Linked DNA regions of Sus scrofa: region 2 is linked to region 1. The links are chromatin contacts, called in public Hi-C maps. All regions are on one chromosome and are shown on one strand. Each heading gives the region's core, a stretch centred on a gene start, on an enhancer-like site or on the middle of the called end of the contact. The rest is flanking DNA. Distances are from core to core; before and after follow the strand shown. Region 1 overlaps ST3GAL3 (ST3 beta-galactoside alpha-2,3-sialyltransferase 3). Region 2 holds the start of PTPRF (receptor-type tyrosine-protein phosphatase F).

The links. Hi-C and Micro-C count contacts between places; a contact is called where the count stands out from the background.
Region 2: a Hi-C map of retroperitoneal adipose tissue shows a contact between it and region 1, with 1.7 times the contacts expected there. The contact joins the promoter of PTPRF here to the enhancer-like site in region 1. A contact is called at or near these places in 5 of 47 Hi-C or Micro-C datasets (embryonic fibroblasts, fetal skeletal muscle, heart right ventricle and 1 more).

Annotation. Positions count from the first base shown.
Region 1 is chr6:167,529,971-167,534,029 of Sscrofa11.1, reverse strand. All of the region lies in intron 1 of ST3GAL3 (ST3 beta-galactoside alpha-2,3-sialyltransferase 3), which reads left to right. Among named protein-coding and RNA genes, the nearest start is that of ST3GAL3, 27 kb to the left of the region's middle. Within about 2 kb of position 1,974, at least 4 of the 83 cell types and tissues checked have an H3K27ac peak or open chromatin away from gene starts, as enhancers often do. A contact at or near this core is called in retroperitoneal adipose tissue, where this site is marked.
Region 2 is chr6:167,741,371-167,745,429 of Sscrofa11.1, reverse strand. It overlaps PTPRF (receptor-type tyrosine-protein phosphatase F), which reads left to right and starts at 1,680. Exons shown (of 33, transcript XM_021096855.1): 1 at 1,680-1,900.

The DNA of each region.
Region 1 (4,059 bases), core at 725-3,224:
TTGCCTGCTGCTACTTCAGCACTTCCTGCTTCACTTTGCACTTTTATTTATGAAGAGGCTTCTTTCCTTAAACCTCATGAACCAGTCTCCGCTGGCTGCAACCCTTTCTTCGGCAGCTTCCCCACCCCTCTCAGCCCTCATAGAATCGAAGAGCGTTAGGGATTCGATTTTTGTTTAAGATAATGTGTGTCGCTCTTTGATCTTCTATCGAGACCCCTGAAACTTTCTCCATATCAGCAGTAAGGCTCTTTTGCCTTTGGATCCTTCTGTGTGTTCACTGGAGTAGTGCTTTTAATTTCCTTCAACAGCTCTTTCTCTGCATCCACAACTTGGCTAAACCGGGCAAGAGGCCTCGCCTTTGGCCTTCTTGGCTTTGGTGGTGGTGTTGTTTGGCCACCCCGTGGTATACAGAGTTCCCAAGCCAGGGATCAGACCTGGGCTGCATTGAGACCTACCCTGCAGCTGCGGGAACACCAGATCCTTAACCCATGGTCCGGGCCAGGGCTCGAACCTGTGTCCCAGTGCTCCAGAGATGCCACCGATCCTGTCGGGCCACAGTGGGAACCCTGTGTCTTGGCTTTTGACACGCCTTCCTCACTAATCAGTTCTGGATTTTTGATTTAAACTGACAAATGTGTAATTTTTCCTTTCACTTGAACATTCAGAGGCCCTTGCAGGGTTATTAACTGGCCTGATTTTAATAGAGTCGTGTCTCGGAGGAGCCCAAAGACCAGCCCACCGGTGGGGCAGTCAGGACACACCCATGTTTATCCGTCAAGTCCACCATCTTATGCGTGTGTGGTTTGTGACACCCTAAAACAGTCACAGTAGTGACACCGAAAATCCCTCATCGCAAATCACCGTAACAAATGTAATCCAAGTGAAGACAAGTGTGAAATGGCGTGAGAATCACCGAAATGTGACACAGAGACATGAAGTGAGCAAGTGGAGCAGTTGGAAAAATAGTCCTGATAGACTTGCTTGATGATGCAGATTTGCCGCAAACCTTCAGTGTGTAAAAAATGCCGTGTCTGTGAAATTCAACGATGAAATGAAGTATGCCTGTGATAGAGTGTATTTCAGATAATTATAGGAATTCTGTCTTCATAGGAGCATGGGTGGTAATAGCTGTGCAGCAGAGGTGAATATTGCAGCGTGTCCACATTTTTAATGGAATACTGTTATAGAGTTCACTGTAAACTTTAGTGTAATGCTAATTTCGGTTTTACTTGTACTGCTCTTTTATTCTTTTTAATTATTTTTTGTCTTTTTTTTTTTTCAGGGCCACACCCAGGGCACATGGAGGTTCCCAGGCTAGGGGTCGAATCAGAGCTGTAGCCGCCGGCCTACACCAGAGTCACAGCAACGCCAGATCCGAGACTCGTCTGTGACCCACATCGCAGATCACAGCCCTGCCGGATCCTTAAGCCACTGAGCGAAGCCAAGGATGGAACCCGCGTCCTCATGGATGCTAGTCGGGGTTGTTAACCGCTGAGCCATGACGGGAACCCCATACCTCTCTTTTAAAACTCAGTTCTTTGTGAGTTTCTCAGGTAAAGCCCAACTGTGAATAAAAATGAAAGTCTGTGAACTTCCACGTATCGCAGAGAGAGGGGGGTATATTTGGATCAGTTTGTGAACCATCAGAGGAACCTGTTAGTAAACCACAGATCACAGTTTGGGCATCACGCCTTGCGCTAGGCGTGTATGTGACGGTGGGAGGCTCTCCTGCTGTCCTCGCGTTTGCCGTCCTTGCTGATTTCATGTTCGAGTCGTGTTGCAGCCGCTCTTCTAGACTGCTGACCGTGGTCAGTGTCTTTCTGCTTCTTGGGCTTGATGACGGCTCTTCCTGCTTTTGATGAGCTGCTCTTTCTGAAGGGATTTCCCCCCGTTGGGGCCCTGATAACCCAGTTCTTTCCTGTGCATAGTCTTCTTAGAATTCACAAGGGCCCCAGCGTTAGGAGGGCCGCAGCAGTTTGGAGGATGCTCAGGCACAGCCTCAGCCTGTGCTGTGCTTCCAGCACTGCTCACACCCATGCTCTGTGTGCATATGTGTCTGTTCAGTCACCTTCAGAGAACCACAGTTCGTTACAGAAGTCTGTACCTACTTAAAACCCAAACTATGAGCTAGCTTTATTTATCTCTGTAAAGAGCAGGAGGGACCTGCCAACCCAGATATGAAGACCTTCTGAAAGCCGTACTGTTAGACATGGTCATGTTGCTGCAGAACAGACAGGTGACCGGTTGAAGAAAGAGCTCAGGTGCAAAACCCATGCAAATACGAGCAGAACAGTGGCGCCGCAAATCAAAGCAGAAAGGACGTACTGGCCCACTAGATGGCGCTGAAGAAAGCGGAATCCGTACCTCACTCCATCCGTAGACTTTAGATAAACTAAGCAGGTTGAAATGCGAATGATAAGATTAGAAAGTTATAAGAGACGATGAAAGATTTTCTTTGTGACTTAGCTGTCGAGGGGAAGGACTGAACAAAAACCTTAAAAGCACAGCTCCTAAAACAGCAAAGAAAATGAATTTCTCTAAATAAAATTTAAGGACTTCTGTGCTGTTAAGGACACGGTAGACAAAGTGAACAAACAGATGATGTATGAGAAGAACTTTTCAGGATTTAAAATGTGCAGGGATTGATGTCTAGACTATGCAAGAAACTCCTGACATTCAGGAAGGAAAGAAAAATGTAGCAAATCCAGTAGAAAATGGGCAAAGAATTGGAAGAAGGAATTTATAGACTAAGAAATTCACAAGTCTGAGCATAGGAAATGATATTCAAACTGAGGGGCTTTGAGAAGTGTTAAAATTAAAACAAGATATCACTTTATATCTCTGAGAAGCTGGATCATGTCAAATATTGGCAGGAATGTGAGAATATGGTAAACAGTATTTTTTGCTGGTGGCCAAGTAAGCTGGTAAAACCGTCCTGGAACAATCTAGCCATAGTTAATCAGCGGAAGCATATGCACATGCTCAGCAAGTTTGCTCCTTTGTGCTTTTTCCATGGAACTTAGCCGAGGCAGTCGTCGTTTGTGGGCTCCGGGTGTTGGAGGAGGAGTGCGTGGGGATGCCTAGGTAAAAAGTAGGTTATTTATACATGAAATGATACGCAGTTGTTAGAAGGAGATCATATATAAACAAAACAACATGGATGGAACTTAGAAAACATAGTTTGAGTCAGAAATGAAAAAAAATAGGAGCTCCCGTCATGGCTCAGTGAAATGAATCTGACTGGTATCCATGAGGATGCAGGTTCGATCCCTGGCCTTGCTTAGTGAGTTAAGGATCCAGCGTTGAGCTGTGGTGTAGGTCGCAGACACGGCTTGGATCCCACATTGCTCTGGCTGTGGTGTAGGCTGGCAGCTCCAGCTCCGATTCGACCGACCCCTAGCCTGGGAACCTCCATGTGCTGTGGGTAAGGCCCTAAAAAAACCAAAAAAGAAAGAAAGAAAAAAAATAACAATGTCATTTATGTAAATTAAAAATATAGGTATGCAAAGATTTCTTAAGATATAAAAAGGATGAGCTATAAAATTAAAATTTGATAAACTTTACCAAAATTAAAACTATTTGCTCAAGACTGCAGCTGGGATCTGATCCTTGGCCCGGGAACTCCATATGCCACAGGGCAGCCAAAAAAGAAGACAGAAAAAAATACATAAGCAATTTGTATACATTAATGATAAGAGCGTAAATAGCCTAATTGAAAATGGGTAGGAGTTCCCACTGTGGCTCGGCAGTAACAAACCCGACTGGTATCCATGAAGACTCGAGTTCAATCCCTGGCCTTGCTCAGTGGGTCAAGGATCTGGTGTTGCTGTGAGCTGTGGTGCAGGTCACAGACTCAGCTCAGATCTGAGCACTGCTGTGGCTGTGGCGTAGGCCAGTAGCTACAGCTCCAGTTCAACCCCAGCCTAGGAACTTCCTTATGGCAGCCCTAAAAAGACAAAAACAAAAAACGGGCAAAAGATTTGAAGAGACACTTTACAAAAGAAAAGCTATGAATGGCCAATAAGCACCTGAAAAGATTCTCACCAGTGTTATTCATCA
Region 2 (4,059 bases), core at 431-2,930, 210 kb before region 1:
TGAAAAGAGCAGGCAGGAGAGGGTTGATGTGGCATGGACTGGGAGGGTAGGTCTGGGGCTTTGGAGCCCAGACCTTGGTTTGGAGCTCGCCACGTTCTTTGGAATAAATCTTCAGGTAAGTCAGTGATTTAGCCCAGACATTGATAGGGTCAGCCCTTGAGTTTGATACGAGGGGTCAGAAATTCCATCCCGACATTTATATCAGGCTTGTGGGACATGATCAAGTCCTGAACTCAGGGGCCAGTTCAGGATGCGATTCAGATTTCACAGTTGGAATTGGTGTAAATATTGGGGTGCTGGGGTTGACATCAGGTCAGAGAGGTGGAGAGTCAGTATGGGGATGAAGTGGACTTGTGTGCAGTTTCTGCAAAGCCAGTGTCACAAGTCCTGGGTTCCAAAATTACCTTTATTTATTCTGTGTGTGTGTGTGTGTTTAGGGCCACACCTGCGGTATATGGAAGTTTCCAGACTAGGGATCGAATGGGAGCTTCAGCTGCCGGCCTATACCACAACCACAGCAATAGCAACGCCAGATCGGAGCCAGGTCTGGGAACTACACCGCACCTAGTGGCAGCGCTGGATCCTTAACCCACTGAGCAAGGGCAGGGATCGAACCCATATCCCCATGGATACTAGTCCGGTTCTTAACCCTCTGAGCCACAATGAGAACTCCCCAAAATGACCTTTAAAGGTGGGTCAAGTTAGGGTTTTAAATGGTCCCCCAAATGGATAAAGTTTGAGGTCAGTATTTGTATTAGGGTCCTTTTCTTTTCTTTTCTTTTTTTTTGGCCTTTTTTACGGCCGCTCCCTTGGCATATGGAGGCTCCCAGGCTAGGGGTCTAATCGGAGCTGCAGCTGCCAGCCTACGCCAGAGCCACAGCAATGTGGGATCTGAGCCGCGTCTGCAACCTACACCACAGCTGACGGCAACGCCGGATCCTTAACCCACTGAGCAAGGGCAGGGATCGAACCCGCAACCTCATGGTTCCTAGTCGGATTCGTTCACCACTGAGCCACGTTGGGAACTCCCTAGGGTCCTTTTCTGGTGACCTAATCCCAGTTCAGAAAGTGTGCTGGTGTTGACCTGGGGTTGAGAGTGCAGTATTAGTTTCAGGTAAGCCTTTGGGTTCAGATAAGAGTGTTGGGGTCCACAGCAAGGGAGCCATTGGAGTTTAGGGTTCATACAGGGATCGGGGTTCAGCATTGGTACCAGTGTCCATTTGAAGAACCAGGGTTGGTGCTGGGGTGATACAGGGGTTTAGAGTCAGAGTTGGTGTTTGAGGTCAATATAGGGGTTCAGATTAAAATGACTACTTGAGCCCATTTCGGGTCAGATTTAGGGGGTTTGAACTTACTGTTGCGGGGGGGGGCGTCTGGACTCAATATCATGTTCAGATCTGAATGGGAGGAAGTCGGGTCCTAGAGTAGTGTCAGGTTCCTATTTGGATCGGGAGCCACTAATAGGATCTGGACTTCATGCGGGCGTTTGGGTCCGTCCCTGCTCATTACTGGGGTTCCGGTTCAATACTGGAGGCCGGGTGGGTTTATACGCCGGGTTGAGTTGCGGCCTCTTCGGGCCTACGCGGCTCCGCGGCTCTACGAGCGAGAGTGCACGAGGGGAGGGGCGGCGCCGGGGACGCGCACGGCAGGGGCAGGGGCGCGGGCGCGGGCGCGCGGCTGGAGCTGGCGCGGGAGCGTCGGGAGCGGTGGCGGCGGCGGCGGCGGCGGCAGCGGCAGAGGCGGCGGCTCCAGCTCCGGCTCCTGCTCGGGCTCCGGCTCCAGCTCGGGTGGCGGTGGCGGGAGTGGGATCCGGTAGCGGCGGCGGCGACAGAAGAGGAGCGGGAGCAGCGGCCCCAGCGGCTTGGGGGGGACATGCGGACCGACGGCCCCTGGATAGGCGGTGAGTGACCCCCGGGCCCCCCCTCCGGCCCCCTCCGCATCTGTCCCTTCCCCTCTCTCCTCACCCTCGGCGGATCCGAGCTGGGGGCGGTCCCGGGGGACTGGGGGCGCCGCTGAGGCCGGGCCGCGCCCCCACCTGCCGCGCCCGCCGCCTCGGCTGAGCACCCCCCGCCCCAGCCCGGCGGCTCCTCCCCGCGTGCCCCCCGCGGCAGACGTGTCCCCCACCCCGCTACCGGCTGGCGAGCTCCCCGCCGCCCCCCGCCGCCTGCCCCTTCCTCCCCCTCTCCCCCTCCCTCCCGCCGCACCTGAGCCGCAGCCCGCGCCCCCCCAACGCAAAGTTTCCCTTTTGCGTCGGTGCTCCCCCTCCTCGGTCCCGCCTCGTCTCCCCCCTCCGCCGGCGCGGACGCGCTCCGGGGGCGGCCCTCAACCTCCCACCGCCACCCCAGCTCCGGGCGGGTCCAGGCCGCGCCCCCACCCCCGCCGCACAGGCGCCCCCTCCCAGCCGGCGGGGGATCCGCAGCCGCCGCGCCCCCGTCTCGCTCGCGGCCCGGGCGCACGTGTGGTCCCGGGGTGTGCGCGGCGCGAGTTTGGAAGCCCCCCTCGTCCCCGCTCGGTCGCCGGCGCGAGCTGGGAGGGGCCGGGCCGGGCCGTACCTGCCCCTACCCGGGTGCAACGACCCCAAGGCCCTGGAGCGACCTGTCCCGTGAGGACTTGTCCACTCGGACCCGCTCGGGAAAGTTCACTCAGTCGCCGCCCCGCGTCCCGTCCCGAGCTGGCGTGCCCCAGTCCTCATCGCTGTGCCCATGCGCCCGTCTGGGCGTCTTTCTCCGTTCCCCTCGGTCTCGCCCCCTCTCTGTGCCCTTCAGCATCTCTGTATCTCTGTCTCCCGGTGTCACAGCCTCCCAGCCGCCCCCTCCGCCTGAAGCCGGGGTCTCAGCGGTCTGCACCGCCCTCCGCGGGTCTCTGTGTTCTTTCCCCGGGTCTCTGTGTTCTTTCCCCGGGTCTCTGTTCTCTCTTCCCAGGTCTCCCTGTGCTCCCTCCCCCATCCGGGCGTCTCGCTTCCTGGGTCTCTGTCGTGTCTCTCACGGGTCTCTTGGTGTCTCTGTCTCCTGCGGGCTGGAGTCTCCGCCGCCTCTCCGCGGCCTCCTCCCCCCGGGCTCTCTGGAATGCTGCCCCTCTGGTTCTGCCACCCCAGGGTGGGGGAGGGGCGAGCTTTCCTCCCCTTTTCAGCACCCCCTCCCCAGTGCAAGGCCCCGAGTTGGAGCAGGTTAGGGGGTGGCAGCCCGGCACCTGTCTAAGCTGAGAAATGGAAGGGGGCCACCGACGGGGGGCGCGGGGGGGGGCCCTCTGGATTCCCCCTGGGGGCCGCGAGGCTGGCCTGGGAAACGGGACCGCGGGGTGTTGTGTTGAAGGCTCTGCTTTGGCTCCTGAACAGACAGACAGGGGCAGGGATCCAGAGGGACCCCGTGCGGGATCTGGCCAGAGAATCCAGGGAAGCGCCTTGGGTTTGAAGCCTGGAAAAGGATCCAGAGCTGGTGCTGCCCGGGGGACCACCCTCAGTGGTGAAGGATCCACTGGAAAGGAAGGGACTCTGCCGAGGGATCAGGGATCCGGTGGGATCCGGAGGAGGGTCTTGAAGGAAATCTCCGGAAATTCTGTGCTTGGCTCCTTCTTAACTCTCGCTTCAAGGGAGCAAGAAAATCCCTGTTTTTCCCTGATTACAGGAAGGAGCCTGGGGCTGCAAGGAGGAGCAAGTGGAACTCCCTAAGCACAGCCCCCACATCCACAGGCGGGCCACACACTCCCACCCCCTCATTTCTCCTCCCGGCTGGCCCTCCCACCCCTTCCCCACCCGGCATCCACTTGTCTCCCGAATGCCCTCGCACACTGGGGCCTGCATGGCAGCCAGAGCTCCGAAATCTGCTGTGCTTGCACACCTTGCACCGGGCCTGTGTGCTTGCTTGTGCTCTCTCAGCACCCCTGTGCACAGTGCGGGGAGGGGTGTGTGCACACTCGGTCAGGTGCCTCCTCATGCACACACTCGCTCGCGTGGTTTTGCTTGCTCGGTTTCCCCTTATCATTTGAAATGTCTCTGTAGTTCTGTTTTCCACCGGCTCTTTCTCTTCCCTCTCTTCTTCCTCTAACAGGAAATTGTTCTTA